Linked DNA regions of Oryctolagus cuniculus: region 2 is linked to region 1. Evidence: chromatin contacts called from public Hi-C data. All regions are on one chromosome and are shown on one strand. The core of a region is the stretch at or near the end of the contact, and the rest is flanking DNA. Distances in the headings are between cores, read along the strand shown.

What was found. A called contact is a pair of places that touch in the nucleus more often than the background predicts.
Region 2: a contact with region 1 is called in a Hi-C map of embryonic fibroblasts, with 3 times the contacts expected there. The contact joins the promoter of RRS1 here to the enhancer-like site in region 1. A contact is called at or near these places in 2 of 6 Hi-C or Micro-C datasets (ear pinna and embryonic fibroblasts).

What each region holds. Positions count from the first base shown.
Region 1 is chr6:91,731,309-91,734,880 of mOryCun1.1, forward strand. The region is part of intron 1 of DNAJC5B (DnaJ heat shock protein family (Hsp40) member C5 beta); the gene reads left to right. Among named protein-coding and RNA genes, the nearest start is that of DNAJC5B, 14 kb to the left of the region's middle. Within about 2 kb of position 1,918, at least 2 of the 8 cell types and tissues checked have an H3K27ac peak or open chromatin away from gene starts, as enhancers often do.
Region 2 is chr6:92,089,996-92,093,567 of mOryCun1.1, forward strand. RRS1 (ribosome biogenesis regulator 1 homolog) reads left to right here and starts at 1,603. Exons shown (of 1, transcript XM_002710447.5): 1 at 1,603-3,327. The coding sequence starts at 1,722. The coding sequence ends at 2,831. All of the region lies in intron 2 of LOC103348037 (a long non-coding RNA gene), which reads right to left.

The DNA.
Region 1 (3,572 bases), core at 668-3,167:
CTTTGCAAGCCAGGTGTCACGTTGACAGCTTAAATTAAGCTGAGAGGGAAAAGCCAAAACAACACAGATGATGGGTTGTTGTGGCCCAGTGGGTTCTGCTTCTCCACTTCCAATCCAGCTTCCTGATAATGCACCGGAGAAGGCAGTGAGTAATGGCCCAAACACCTAGGTCCCTGCCCCTTACATGGGAGACCAGGATGTAGTTCTTGGCTCCTGGCTTCAGCTTGGCCCAGCCCTGGCTATTGTGGACATTTGGGGAATGAACCAGCAGATGGAAGATTCTCTCTCTCTCTCTCTCTCTCTCTCTCTCTCTCACACACACACACACACATACACATTCTCTCACCATCTTTCTATCTTTCCCTCTCTCTGTGTCACTCCACCTTTCAAATAAATAATCTTTTTAAAAAAAATTCACAGAAATCTACAAACACTATAAACAAGGGCTTCCCCCTGTTCCCTGGAAATCTAGTTATTAACTATTACCCAGTAGATCATTTAATAAACCTAAATATAACCTCAGTTTCTACGCAACTTTATAACCTTGTTCCTGTGGGTTGAGTTGTGTCCCTAGAAGCACTGTATTTTGGCACCTATGAATGTGGCCTTGTTTAGAAGCAGGGTCTTTGCAAATATAATTAAGATGTGTGTTACCATGAGGCCATACTGGAGTAGAGTGAGCCCTTGATCCAATATGACCAGTGGCCTCCTAAGAGAGAGACACAGAGCCAGATACACACAGAGAAGAACCCCGTGTGAAGACACTGGCACAGGGGAGAAGCCTGTGACCTTGGAGGCAGATGATGAGTGGGCAATGCCAGTGGCCAAGGAAGGCATGGAAAAAATTCCCTTGGAACTGCAGGTAGGAACAATCCCCACGAGGCCTTGATTTCAGACTTCTGTCCTCCACACCTGAAAGAGAAAGCACTTTTATTTTTTGAAGCCAATCCCATGCCCTGTCAGACCCTCAAGTTTGGGCAGGAGGCAACTGGAAGTTTTCAACAGGATAAACCAAAGAAGCTGGCTTTTATCTGTCCTTGCTTGCTGTGCCCTGTCTCCCAGGACCTTCTCCATTCCCATTCCTTCAGTACTTTCTGTACCATCCCCTGAGCCTTCTGTGGGCTTCCAAGTAAGTGGGTTACATTTCTTTGTGCACATCTGTTGCCTCCTCCAGGCAGTAATCTGAGGTTGTAATCTCAGATGCCTCCATGGATCTGAGCAACTGGGCTGTGCATGTGCAAGGAGAGTCATTTCAATCTAGAAACTGTGTCTTCAGTTAAATAAGACACTTACCCCATTGAAGGGGCCAAGGAAGACCTGGCTGAGACCCAGCATTCAGAGAATTTTCTCATATCCCATGAGGGAACGGCTCTTAGCCTTGGCGAGCCCCCAGCAGCACCTGCGAGCATTTATGCTTCCTGGTGCTTTGCTCCCATTTGCTACCCGCATCTCTCAGGGGTCTTCTGTGTTGACCCAGCTGATGAGGGGATGGAATGAGATCCCAGAGGTTCATAGTTTCCCACTTCAGAAAAAGCTTCAGAACAGATTCTGGAAATCTCTTTTATGTCTTCTTAAAAATTTTTTAAACATATTTTTAGTTGGCCTATAGTAATTGTATGCATTTATATGCTATGGTGTGATTTTTGATGCATGTCCAGTGCGTTGTATACCAATCAAAAACAGAATTTTGAAAGGCTGTAGTTGAAATCCCCTGACTGAGTAGCTCTTTGACCCCATGGCAAAAGCCCAGTTTCAGAAGAATGCAGCAGCAGGGCGGTGCCACGGTCTCCGGCCATCGTCGGCCCCACCCTGCTGTTTCCGTGAGTGTTTTGCTCAGCGGTTCTCCTACTCTCAGGTGGCCGAGGGAGGGGGTGGAGTGGGGAAGGAGAACCAAGGGTGATTTGGGGTGAGGAATATTTTGAAGTGGAAACAACTCTTGTTTACGGTTCCTCTCTGTCTGAGCACCAGAGGGCGACACACTCATATTGAATAGCTGGCCCGCTAGGTTTTAGGTCTGAAATCCCGGGAAGCAATAACATTTAAAATTTAAAAACAAATGCAGAATTTGAATATTTTTCTCAGGCTTCCAAGAAGGTTACAAAGAAGGCCTTGGGGACCATTCAAAAGGCGTCCGCACCCTGGAGCCTGCGGTGGGGAGGCCTGTGGGGAAGCACTGTCACTCACTCTCCCACCTCTTCCTGAGGTTGTCCAGGGCTGGTCATTTCTGAGGGCTCTGGACTGTGGTCCAGGGAGGAAGTGACTTGATCAGGGAGCCAGCTTGTCCCTTCCCGGGCCTGTCCTTTGAAGCTGATTCTATGAGGTTGTTCCACTTAGCACCTGGAGGACAGGCCTGGTCCTCAGAGAATGCAAGGACTCAAAGGTGTAGGTAGGGGACTGTGAGGTTTGAGGCACTGCAGACATCCTACTAGTGGGGCCCCACCTCAGTGGGATTGCAGTAACAGGGGCCTGCGGACCATCTGTGTGTCTGGTCTTGGAACAGCTCCTGCCGGTAACTTCTGGTAGTTTCTCACCTGATGTGTGGGTATTCATGGTTTCCTGAGCCAAACAGAAAGCTTTGTAAGGTGTACAGAAGATACTGGAAGGAGTAGGAGTGGAGCTGTTGAGGAAGTGTGGGAGGCAAAGGGGTTCTGGTGAGGGGGTGTCACGGCTGTGAGGAGAGCTACAAAGGAGCACCCCCTGACTGGAGGTGGAGGAACCAGGGTAGACACCACCAGGATCAGAGCCCATCTGATCCTGCCCGTCTAGACCCCAGGATGTACGTGTAAAACTGCAGATGAATCTGTGCTACGTTATAAAGCTTATTCAGAAATGCGCCTTCCCCTGTCACCCTCCTGGGAAAGGCAGCAATGGCCTGTGGTAAACAGCCAAGTGCTACTTACACTATGGGATAGAAGGCAGCCTTGCAGATCAAAATCTGTACTAACAGGTTGATGCCTTGGCTGTTCATATGAAAGAGAAAATCCTGACAAAATGGGAGGAGAATCTATGTGTAGACAAGAGAGTACGAGGTCATTGCTATTATCTTGATGAGCAAGCTAGATCCTGACACTGAGATGGTCTACTGTGGACACTAGGAATTCATGCAAGGCCATGATCTGTTGAGGGGTGGAGCCCCGAAGGCACAGAGAGGACCACCTTACTTCTCAGCCACCATTTTGGGGACTTTCCAGTGACCAGTAGCCAGTGATAATTTTGGGGGTTTCCCAGGGTGGTGACAGTTTTGGGGGCTGTCTGGCTGTGTGCAACAACAAAGAGGGATTCCCTTTGTCACTTAAATTCTCTTGCTCAATTCAGTCTTTTTTACTTAGCAAAGATAAAAGAGAACATAATTTAGTGGCAAAGCACTTGGATCCCAGTTCCAGCTTTTGTTCCCTCATTACTAATGTTCACACTTGGGAGAAGTCACAAGACCACATCTAACCAGTTACCTCTTTTATAAAATGGCCATCTGGTCCCAGATAACAGCTATGACTGGTGAAAGCACTCAAATGCATTTATTAACTGCAAGAGGAGATCTTCAGCATTTCCTTCATTTCCAAATGTGTGTGTTA
Region 2 (3,572 bases), core at 353-2,852, 360 kb after region 1:
AAAATAATTCTAAAAAAAAAAAAAAGGAACTGATGCTGAGTGCTAAGGCAAAAGTTCAAAGGAAAAAAAAAACAATAAATCTTAAAATAATTTGAGATAAGAGAAAGACAAATCAAGCACAATGCTAAAACTCAACTGAGTGTTTCCTCAGTGCTACCAGGTTCATTTCTACTGGTTGTTTCTGCAGCCCAACCCCCTCCTCAGTAACTCTAGAACCCAGGGAAAAGAAGCTCTCTCCCCCCACCCCTGTAAACCATACGATCAACAGTGACTCCCAAACTTCAATGTACAAATGAATACTAACCACCTGCCGATCTTATCGAAATGTAGGTTCTGATAAATTACTTCTGGGGTGAGACCTGTTCACTCCATATTTCTGACAAGCTCCCAAGTGATGTTGTGCAGCTGGTCAGCTGGCCACACTTTTTGATTATCAGGAGCTTGAAGGACATTTCAGAGAATACATACTGCATGTAGTTTTAAGGGCAGAGTTAAGATGCCTCCTGTTCCCATATATCCTAGTTGTATAACCTTAGAGAAATAATTTTTCTGAAGTCCCTGAGCCTTCCTTTTTCAGCACAAACAACATGCCGAATACACAGCTAATAACAATAATAGCTAATATGTATTGTGTTCTTATTATGCACCACGAACTGTTTCATATTTACAAACTTATGAATAAGACTTAGGTTAGAAAATTTGTCCATAGGCATATTTGTAGGCATAGTACATGACAAACTGAGATCTGATTATAGGCAGTTTGACTCACACCACCTAGAGTATAGCAATACCTCTTCAGATAGCTCCCAGGGCCATTATGAAGATTAAGTAATAATCTGTACTTAACTTTTGTTGGCGTTCCAAGCCCTGATCTAAGCCTCCTCTGAGGCACACTAACCCCTTCATATTTATAACAGCCCCAGCATCAGAACCCCATCTTACAGGCTTTAACATAGGCCCAAGCAAGTCAAACAGTCAAAGCTCAGTGTCACAACCAGAACTGGAAGCCAGGCAGTGTAACTGCAGAGCCCGGCCATCTTTCTCCAGGAGAGGAAAGAAACGCGGGGCTCTGCGGGAGCGCTCTGGGGTCGGCGCGCACCTGCGCCCACTCAGGACAGTTTGCCCGCTCTGCTTAATACAAAAGATAACCAATCTTCTTAGCTTTATGTAAATCTGTGGGATATGTCTTTTTCAGTCCACACCCAGAACCCTGAGAGCGGATTATGACTCTGGTGAAACAATTTGACCCCCTAGAAGCATGATTAGTTAAATATCTTTACAACAGATTTACACTAAAATCGTTAACACCTAGTTGTTCCAGAACCCACATCATCTGCCCCCCATACACATTTGCACGAGCCCGCGCCCCATCCCGGACCGCCTCTCTGACCACCCCTCTGCCTCGCTGCATCCTGGGAGATGCAGTCCCATTCAGGCTCCAGAATTTGTAGTACAGGCTCCTAGCGCCAGTTTACCTGCATCCAGACACGAGCAAAAAGGGGCCGCCTCTAATTCCATCAGCTCTCCAACACCGCCCTCTGCTGGCCCGTTGTCCGTCGTGGGAATGGAGCCGGTTCCGGGTGCTCCGGAAGTGAACCTTTCTCTTCCGGGTTGAGCGTCCGGGCGGACACACGTGGTTGCTGTGCCGGTTTGTGGGTCGGCAGTCGTGAGAGAAGTCGCTTCAACTGTGGCCCCCAAAGTGACTAAGCCGAGCCGGAGCCATGGAGGGCCACAGCGTGGAGGAGCTGCTGGCAAAGGCGGAGAAGGACGAGGCAGAAAAGCTGCAGCGCATCACGGTGCACAAGGAGCTGGAGCTGGAGTTTGACCTGGGCAATCTACTGGCTTCCGACCGGAACCCCCCAACGGGACTGCGGCGGGCGGGACCCGCTCCGGAGGCCGAGCTGCGGGCCCTGGCGCGGGACAACACGCAGCTGCTCATTAACCAGCTGTGGCAGCTGCCGACGGAACGCGTGGAAGAGGCGCTGGTGGCGCGGCTGCCCGAGCCCACCACCCGCCTGCCGCGGGAGAAGCCGGTGCCCCGGCCGCGGCCGCTTACGCGATGGCAGCAGTTCGCGCGCCTCAAGGGCATCCGTCCCAAGAAGAAGACCAACCTGGTTTGGGATGAGGTGAGCGGGCAGTGGCGGCGCCGCTGGGGCTATCAGCGCGCCCGGGACGACACCAAAGAATGGCTGATCGAGGTGCCCGGCGGCGCCGACCCAATGGAGGACCAGTTTGCAAAGCGCATTCAGGCCAAGAAGGAACGGGTGGCCAAGAACGAGCTGAATCGGCTGCGTAACTTGGCCCGCGCGCACAAGACCCAGCTGCCCAGCACGGCCGGCCTGCACCCTACGGGACACCAGAGTAAGGAGGAGCTGGGCCGCGCCATGCAAATAGCCAAGGTCTCCACCGCTTCTCTGGGGCGCTTCCAAGAGCGCCTTCCTAAAGAGAAGGCGCCCCGGGGCTCCGGCAAGAAGAGGAAGTTCCAACCCCTTTTCGGGGACTTTTCGGCTGAGAAAAAGAACCAGCTGGAGCTGCTTCGGGTCATGAACAGCAAGAAGCCCAAGCTGGATGTGACCAAGGCCACCAATAAGCAGATGAGGGAGGAGGACCAAGAGGAGGCCGCCAAGAAGAGGAAGATGAGCCAGAAGGGCAAGAGAAAGGGAGGCCGGCAGGGGTCTGGGGGCCAGCGGAAAGGGGGCCCGCGCAGCCACGGGGGGAAGCGGAAAGGGGGCTCGGGAAGCAAGATGAATTCCGGGCCGCCGGGCTTGGGCGGCAAGAGGCGAGGAGGGGGAGGAGGGGGACAGCGCCCAGGAGGAAAGAGGCGGAAGTAGCAGTTTCACCCTGGGACCCGAACTGTAAACCAAGACCTGCACGTGCCAAATGTTAACATCCAGGGACCATAGGCGGGGGCGGGGGAGGCGGCTGCTGCCTTCCGAGAGCTTGAGGCTGACGGGACGGGATTGCCCTCCCCTCGAGAGCCTGTAAGTTGTCAGTTCTACCGGGTTGATGTTTTCCCCACACCTGAGATTGGCTGGAGATTAAGGATGTGCCAGAGGACGTTAAGAATTAGGGAAACAATGTGTTGATGAAAACTGGGAATGAGTTCTGACAGAGTCATCTTTTTAACTTTGGATATGGGGTGAGGGAGAGCCGGCCACACTTCCCAACCTTAACAGATTGATTTATACATTTCTGCATTATTTTTATAACAAGTATGTAGATTTATCAGCAGTGGGGGAGGTTACAGATATTTTCAGAACTGGGTTTACAAGAAACAGATGTAATGGTTATTTAATAAAGTGTAACTGTATCCAGTGTTGACTTTAACTTTTTTTGACTATTGTGGTAAATGTATAAGGCCAGCAACCTGCATTCCTAGTGTTTTCACTTTCTGAAAACACAAAGCAGTTAAATTATAATGGTTTCAGCAAAGCCACTTTTATTAGAAAAATAACTTCTTTTGGAATCAAATTCAATATTAATAATGTAGTACAATTGGTAGCTGCTTTAAGAAACATTTCATGCTTTACAGCACTGAAAACATTGCTGTAACTCAAGAATTTAAATACCAA